2 separate regions of the Macaca mulatta genome follow, and region 2 is linked to region 1. The links are chromatin contacts, called in public Hi-C maps. All regions are on one chromosome and are shown on one strand. Each heading gives the region's core, a stretch centred on a gene start, on an enhancer-like site or on the middle of the called end of the contact. The rest is flanking DNA. Distances are from core to core; before and after follow the strand shown.

Evidence for each region. Hi-C and Micro-C count contacts between places; a contact is called where the count stands out from the background.
Region 2: a contact with region 1 is called in a Hi-C map of liver, with 4 times the contacts expected there. The contact joins the promoter of PCIF1 here to the promoter of CTSA in region 1. A contact is called at or near these places in 4 of 14 Hi-C or Micro-C datasets (CD4 T cells, blood, cortical neurons and 1 more).

Annotation. Positions count from the first base shown.
Region 1 is chr10:98,683,900-98,687,061 of T2T-MMU8v2.0, reverse strand. CTSA (cathepsin A) reads right to left here and starts at 1,575. Exons shown (of 15, transcript NM_001434456.1): 1 at 1,533-1,575; 2 at 1,162-1,343; 3 at 896-1,007; 4 at 600-650; 5 at 430-516; 6 at 36-191. The coding sequence starts at 1,343. NEURL2 (neuralized E3 ubiquitin protein ligase 2) reads left to right here and starts at 1,628. Exons shown (of 2, transcript NM_001194339.3): 1 at 1,628-2,665. The coding sequence starts at 1,924.
Region 2 is chr10:98,730,596-98,733,757 of T2T-MMU8v2.0, reverse strand. PCIF1 (phosphorylated CTD interacting factor 1) reads right to left here and starts at 1,723. Exons shown (of 17, transcript XM_015148917.3): 1 at 1,617-1,723. It also overlaps a transcript of CD40 not described here.

The DNA.
Region 1 (3,162 bases), core at 326-2,825:
AGGTGCCTCCCTTCCCTCCTGCAGCTGCCCTGCACCTGAAGGTTCATGCTGGGGTCCTGCATGACCAGCACGGCCAGGGTGGGGATGTAGATGCCAGCATAGCTCTCCCCGGTCAGGAAAAGTTTGTTGTTCTTATACTCCGGAAAGAGGTGGAAGAAATCTTGAAGGGCCTCAAAATTGCTCTGGGCGACCTGGGGATGGGGGAGCAAGACAGAGGGAATCAGGAAGCTTTGGTATTTGAACTGGAAAGAACTTCAGAGATAATGACATCAACCCACCCTGTCTGTGTAAGAGGAAGTGACTGGCCACCATACCACAAGCATATGACAGAGCGAAAAGTGGACTCCAAGGCCATGCTCTCTCTCCCAGCATCATGCCATGGATGGAGGACTGGGGAGCCTGGGGCAGATGGGCAGGCACCAGACTCACCTCAGTGTCATTAGTTGCATAAAACTTGTCATCAGAGTAGGAGAAGCCCACCCCAGCTGGGGACTCCAGGTATAACACATTAGCAATCTAGAAGGGAGGGAAAAATTAGTCAACTGCCACTCCATCCAAGTGCCCAGACACCCCCACAGGACCCACAGCTCCAGCTATACCAGATTCCAAGAATAGGGGTTGTACTCCAGGGTGACACCATCTGGCTGGACCTGAGGAGGAAAGAGATGGCTGAGTAAGTCCCAAGGGCCAGCTGGGTGGAAGGAAAGGGCCACCGTGAGAGGCACTTTACATGTGGGCAAAACCCCTGAGAGGTACAAGCAGCAAAGCCAATGGCATAGAGGAAAATCCCAAGACTTAGAAGGAAGGAAACTTTCTGGTAAATCACAAAGTCCGTTTCTCCCTTTCCCCAGCCTTTTGCTTTAGGAACTGTGCTTTACCCCTGCTGTCCACTCACCAGGAAGGGGCCATGCTCTGTGAGGAGCCCATCTAGGGAGCTGCAGCCGGGACCCCCATTGAGCCAAAGCACCACAGGGCTGTTCTCGGGATCCTTCTGGGACTCCACAAACCTGGGAAGGGGTGTCAGGGCAGTGTTGGTGCAGTTGCAGGGGTCCTTTCCGGCCCTCCCGGCTCCCAGGCGTCCTCAGGGGTCTGCAGAACTACCCCCCACCCCTCATCCGTCATCTCTCCTCCCAGTCCCGCCCGGGAGGCAGGGCGGCAGACCAGTAGTGGAGGTGCTTGGAGCCGGAGCCTTTGAGGTAGCCGGAGTACTGGCGGAAGGACGGCTGCTTGGCCAGCCCGGGGAGGCGCTGGATCTCGTCCTGGTCCGGGGCTGCCTCGCCTCGGGGCGCCCAGGACACTAGCAGCAGCAGCAGGAACAGCAGCGGCGGCGCGGCTCGGATCATCTACGGGAGGCAGAAGAGGGGCTGTTGCCTCGCTCCTCAGCGCTTCCGTGAAGCAGCACCCGGGGAGGAGCTGGCGGCGCCTCCGCGAGGGAAGCCCCGGCCCCAGCGCCAGCTCCCACCCTCAAGCTTCCTCTACCGCGCACCGATCCCGGGCTCGGGGATCCCCTCCAGCCTCCGGTGCCAGCTCACCTCTGCTCCCCCGTGTCCTTGCTCTCCAGGAGGCGCCCGGGGACTGGAAGTCATGTGTACTCCGAGTCACGTGAACTCCGGCGCCACGTGACAGTCTTCCTCCCGCCCCTTCTTTGGTCCCTACCGGCCTGGGGGGCGGTGGCGGTCAATGCCAGGTCAAGGTCCGCGGGCCTCGCGGATCGTAGCCCGGGAGCACGCGATCAGATGATCCGGGTGTGGATGGCCAAGTTCTAGGAGGGATGGCTGAGCAAGCGGCGCTAGGACCCCCGGGCAGAGGCTCGGGGAAGGGAGGCAGGGGGGAAATGCCTTACAAGGTCCCCTTGCGGTCACCATCTGAGCCCGCCGCCCAAAATAGCCCCCGGCGCCCGCCAGCCTGCCTTATGGCGGAGAGATGGCTGCTGCCTCCGAGCCCGTGGATTCGGGTGCACTCTGGGGACCTGCGCGCCCGGAGCCCCCTCCCACCCGCTTCCATTGGGTGCACGGTGACAACATCCGCGTGGACCCCTCTGGGACGCGGGCCACACGCGTGGAGAGCTTCGCCCACGGCGTGTGCTTCAGCCGTGAGCCCCTGGCCCCGGGCCAAGTCTTCCTGGTCGAGATCGAAGAGAAAGAGCTGGGCTGGTGCGGACATCTGCGTCTCGGTCTGACGGCGCTGGACCCCGCCAGTCTGGCCCCCGTTCCCGAGTTTTCTCTGCCCGACCTAGTCAACCTGGGCCACACCTGGGTCTTCGCCATCACGCGCCACCACAACCGCGTGCCCCGGGAGGGCCGCCCGGAGGCCGAGGCAGCGGCCCCCAGCCGACCTCCAACCCTCCTGGTGGAACCATATCTGCGCATTGAGCAGTTTCGCATTCCCCGGGACCGCCTGGTGGGCCGCAGTCGGCCAGGGCTCTACAGCCATCTCTTGGACCAGCTCTATGAGCTGAACGTGCTGCCTCCGACGGCGCGCCGTAGCCGCCTGGGCGTCCTCTTCTGCCCGCGCCCCGATGGCACGGCCGACATGCACATCATCATCAACGGCGAGGACATGGGCCCCAGCGCCCGGGGGCTGCCAGCTGCGCAGCCCCTCTACGCGGTGGTGGACGTGTTTGCTTCCACCAAGAGCGTGCGCCTTGTCCAGCTCGAGTATGGCTGTAGGTATCCCTGGGCAGCGACCCCTCCTGGCGCAATGTGGGGACAGGAATCTGCTAGGGCTCGTAACCAGTGTGCTAGGCCTCCGTCTGTCCAGCACTAGTTTAAGAGTGGGAGAATCTAGCTTCAAATTACACCTCTGCTTGTGATCTTGCACAAGCCTCTACCTGGTTTTGGGCCTTGGTACCCATCTTGGCTGATGGATTAAGATGCCCTACAAGTTCGCTTTTAGTTTTGAGAATGTTTCCTGTATTCACCTAGGGCAGGGATTCTAAACTGATTTTAGATATTAGGGGCCTCTTTGAGAATTGTTTGCCCTTTTCTTAGAAACATGCTTGGTCGGCCGGGCGCGGTAGCTCAAGCCTGTAATCCCAGCACTTTGGGAGGCCGAGACGGGCGAATCACGAGTTCAGGAGATTGAGACCATCCTGGCTAACACGGTGAAACCCCGTCTCTACTAAAATACAAAAAAAAATTAGCCGGGCGAGGTGGCGGGCGC
Region 2 (3,162 bases), core at 474-2,973, 47 kb before region 1:
ACTCTTGTTGCCCAGGCTGAAGCGCAATGGCGTGATCTCGGCTCACCACAACCTCCACCTTCCAGGTTCAAGCGATTCTCCTGCCTCAGCCTCCCGAGTAGCTGGGATTACAGGCATGCGCCACCAAACCTGGCTAATTTTGTATTTTTAGTAGAGACGGGGTTTCTCCGTGTGGGTCAGCAAACTCCCGACCTTAGGTGATCTGCCCACCTTGGCCTCCCAAAGTGCTGGGATTACAGGCGTGAGCCACCGCGTCCGGCCAAGACCTCGTCTCTTAAAAAATAAAGTACCCTTAGACCAGAGAAAAATCAACATACATACATATCACTGATCTGGGGGACACAATCCCAAGCCTCCCACAGCAAATGAAAGGACACGCTCTGAACGTCTTGCAAAAATAAAAACATGCAAACGCCGTATATGACACATCTTGTTCGCCTTTATTGAAAAACGTTTTTCCCAAGAAACAAACATCCTGTGATATTGATGCACCGGGTAGATGAACTTCGCAGAATACGCACAAGCGGCACAGCTTAGTGTGAGGCTAAATGGGGACACTGCAGTATTTCCAAAGCCAGCTGTGCATCAGAATCATCTCGGAGTTTGTGGAAAAAAAAAAAAAATTCAGACGCCTGTGCCTCACTGAGCATCTCAGGAGCCAGAAATACGGAGGGGAGGCACACAAGAATTTGTATTTTTAAAACGCACCCTAAGAGACAGGATGACTCATTTTTTCACACTATTTGAAAAAATTTAGCCATTTTTTGCGATTAAAACCATTTTTAATTCCCTATGTGACTTGAGTGCAGCAGGTCTGTGGCCGAAGTACCAGCCCTGGGGTTGGACAGACCCGGATTCGAGGCCCTTCTGCTTCCCGGCTTATAAACCGGAATCACTCGACCGTTATGTGTAGAGTCCAGCATTGTACGCTCCCAGTAAGACATAACTGCTCTTAAGATAACATTTTTATTTATCCTGTGGCTTCCCGACCCCCACGCATACCGCAGTTTGACAATTACCGCTACTCAAGGATAAACAACTGTATCTGCGCAACCAGAGGAACCCACCAGAAGCCAGAGTCCGAATCCGGGATTGGAGGCAGGTGGGGCGGAACCATCTCCGCAATATACCAATCAGAATTCTCCGGCCCAGTAGGGAGGAGTCAAAGGGCGAACAAAGTGCGCAGCCGCGAGGGCGAAAAGCGGCAAACCCCAGCGCGCGCGCGCGCGCACCTTCCCCTCCCCCACCTCAGCGAGGGTGGGCTGTTTGGCGCGCGCGCGCGCCGGCCCATCTCCCGGGCTCCGCCCCCCGCCCCGCCGCGCGCTCCCGCCCCCGGGCTGAGGCGACTCAGAGTCGGAGCCCGACACAAAGGCGGTGGCGGCGGCAGCAGCGGAGGGGCCCTAGAGGCCGCTCCGCTCGGGCTCTTTGGGCCCACCTCCCTCACTTCGGCCACCGGCGCGGCTGCCCACCCGCGGGTCTAAGATGGCGGCGGCAACAGAGATGGGGCAAGAGGCAGCCCCGAGCAGAAAGCGCCGGAGGGGCCGCCGCCGCCCAGCTTCGGATCCCCAGACCCTGGCGCGGCTCGCTTCGGGACCATGGCTTCCTGGGACTCTTACCTGCCCGGAGCGGACTCGAGGGGACGCGGCTACACGTTCTGCTCGACCGCCCGTTTTGCCGCCTCCGCCTCGCCCTCCCCAGCGCCGCTGCCGCCATCTTGTGTCCCGGGCCGGGACTCCGCACTGCGCATGCGCTGGTACCGCCTCTGAGGGACCTCGCCACGGCCGTGCCGCCATCTTGAGTGTGGCAGGATCGGCTGGCTCCTCGCACCCAGCTTGCTTTCGGCCCCCTCCCCTTCTTCCCATCCGTCCCTGCTGTGCCTTGTGGCGCTGAGGAGGGGGAGAGAGCTTTGTAGGCCTGCGGGTGGACTGAGGAAGGAATGAATTCACTGGCACGCCCTCGCCTCAGTTTACCCCGCGAGCTCACACGCAGGGGCCGGATGTGGGCGGTGGGCGGTGCGCGGCGGGGTCTTACTGAGCTTGCGCACTAGGGGGCGTGGGGGCTGTCTTAGAACCAGCTGGGGTCTCGGGCTGGGCTGCCGGCCTAGGGGAGGAGTCCTGGTGACGCAGGCTCTGGACGTAGCGGGGACCTGGGTCCCGGCACCCGCGCGGCTCTGCCGCTTCCGGCCAGTCTCCTTCCCTCTCTGGGCCTCTGTGCTGCCTGCTGACGGAATGTTGTGCAGCCCTGCCCCATGCCTGGGCTACATACACATGGAACTCAGGCTGCAAATGCTCTTGAGTAGAAGCAACTTAAACCAGCCTTGGGGGGCAAGTAATAGAGATGGCTTTGGGCAAAGTTGGGAAATCAACTAAATGCATCGTAGGGCCTTTCCAGCATTGACATCTGTGGCCATTAGTTGCAGTTCAAAACCTCACCGAGCCCTCAAACCGGCTACAGAGGGTAGCCTGGCAGGGAACTGGCAGTGTGAGGTGCTCCTCGTCCAGCTCCCTGCAGGATTCTTTTTGGTAGGGGCCTGCAGGCGTCAGAATAGTAGCTCCACCCATCTCCGGCCTCCCCAGTAAGCAGCCCTTCCAGTGCTAGCTTGAGGAGAGGACAAGCTTGCCACCTGCTGTCATACCGGCGCTTGTATGAAGCCAGGGGCTGGCTGTAGGTGCCCCGGCTGGGCAGCCTCTGGGATGTCCATGGTCCCGGCTGCACGCCAGCGTGGGGGCAGGCAGGGGGAGGCTCAACAAAAACGGAGACACTGGTATGAGTAGTAGAGAACAAGGGTTCAGATCCTCATCTGATTTCAATCCCTGCTCTTCCACCCAAAATGTGTGGCCTTGAAGGAGTTAACCAATTTAAATTTTAGTTTCCTCAGTGGAAAATAATAAATCCGCCTACCTCGTAAAGATTTGGTGAGAATTAACTCAGGTGATGCATGTGAAGTCCTCAGCACAATACCTGGCTCTTCCTAAGTGATGAATCAGTGTTAGACGTGATCGTCTCACAGTGGTGTGAGCATTGCTTTAAGTAGATTTGAGCCCTCCAGAAATAAGCAAGCTCTATATAGGAAAGGCAGTTCCTGCCCTCGCAGAGCTTCCCGTTCAGGTAAGAGGCCTGATGGGAAACCAGACTCCTGGGCCCTGTCTAAGTTCTGGAAGG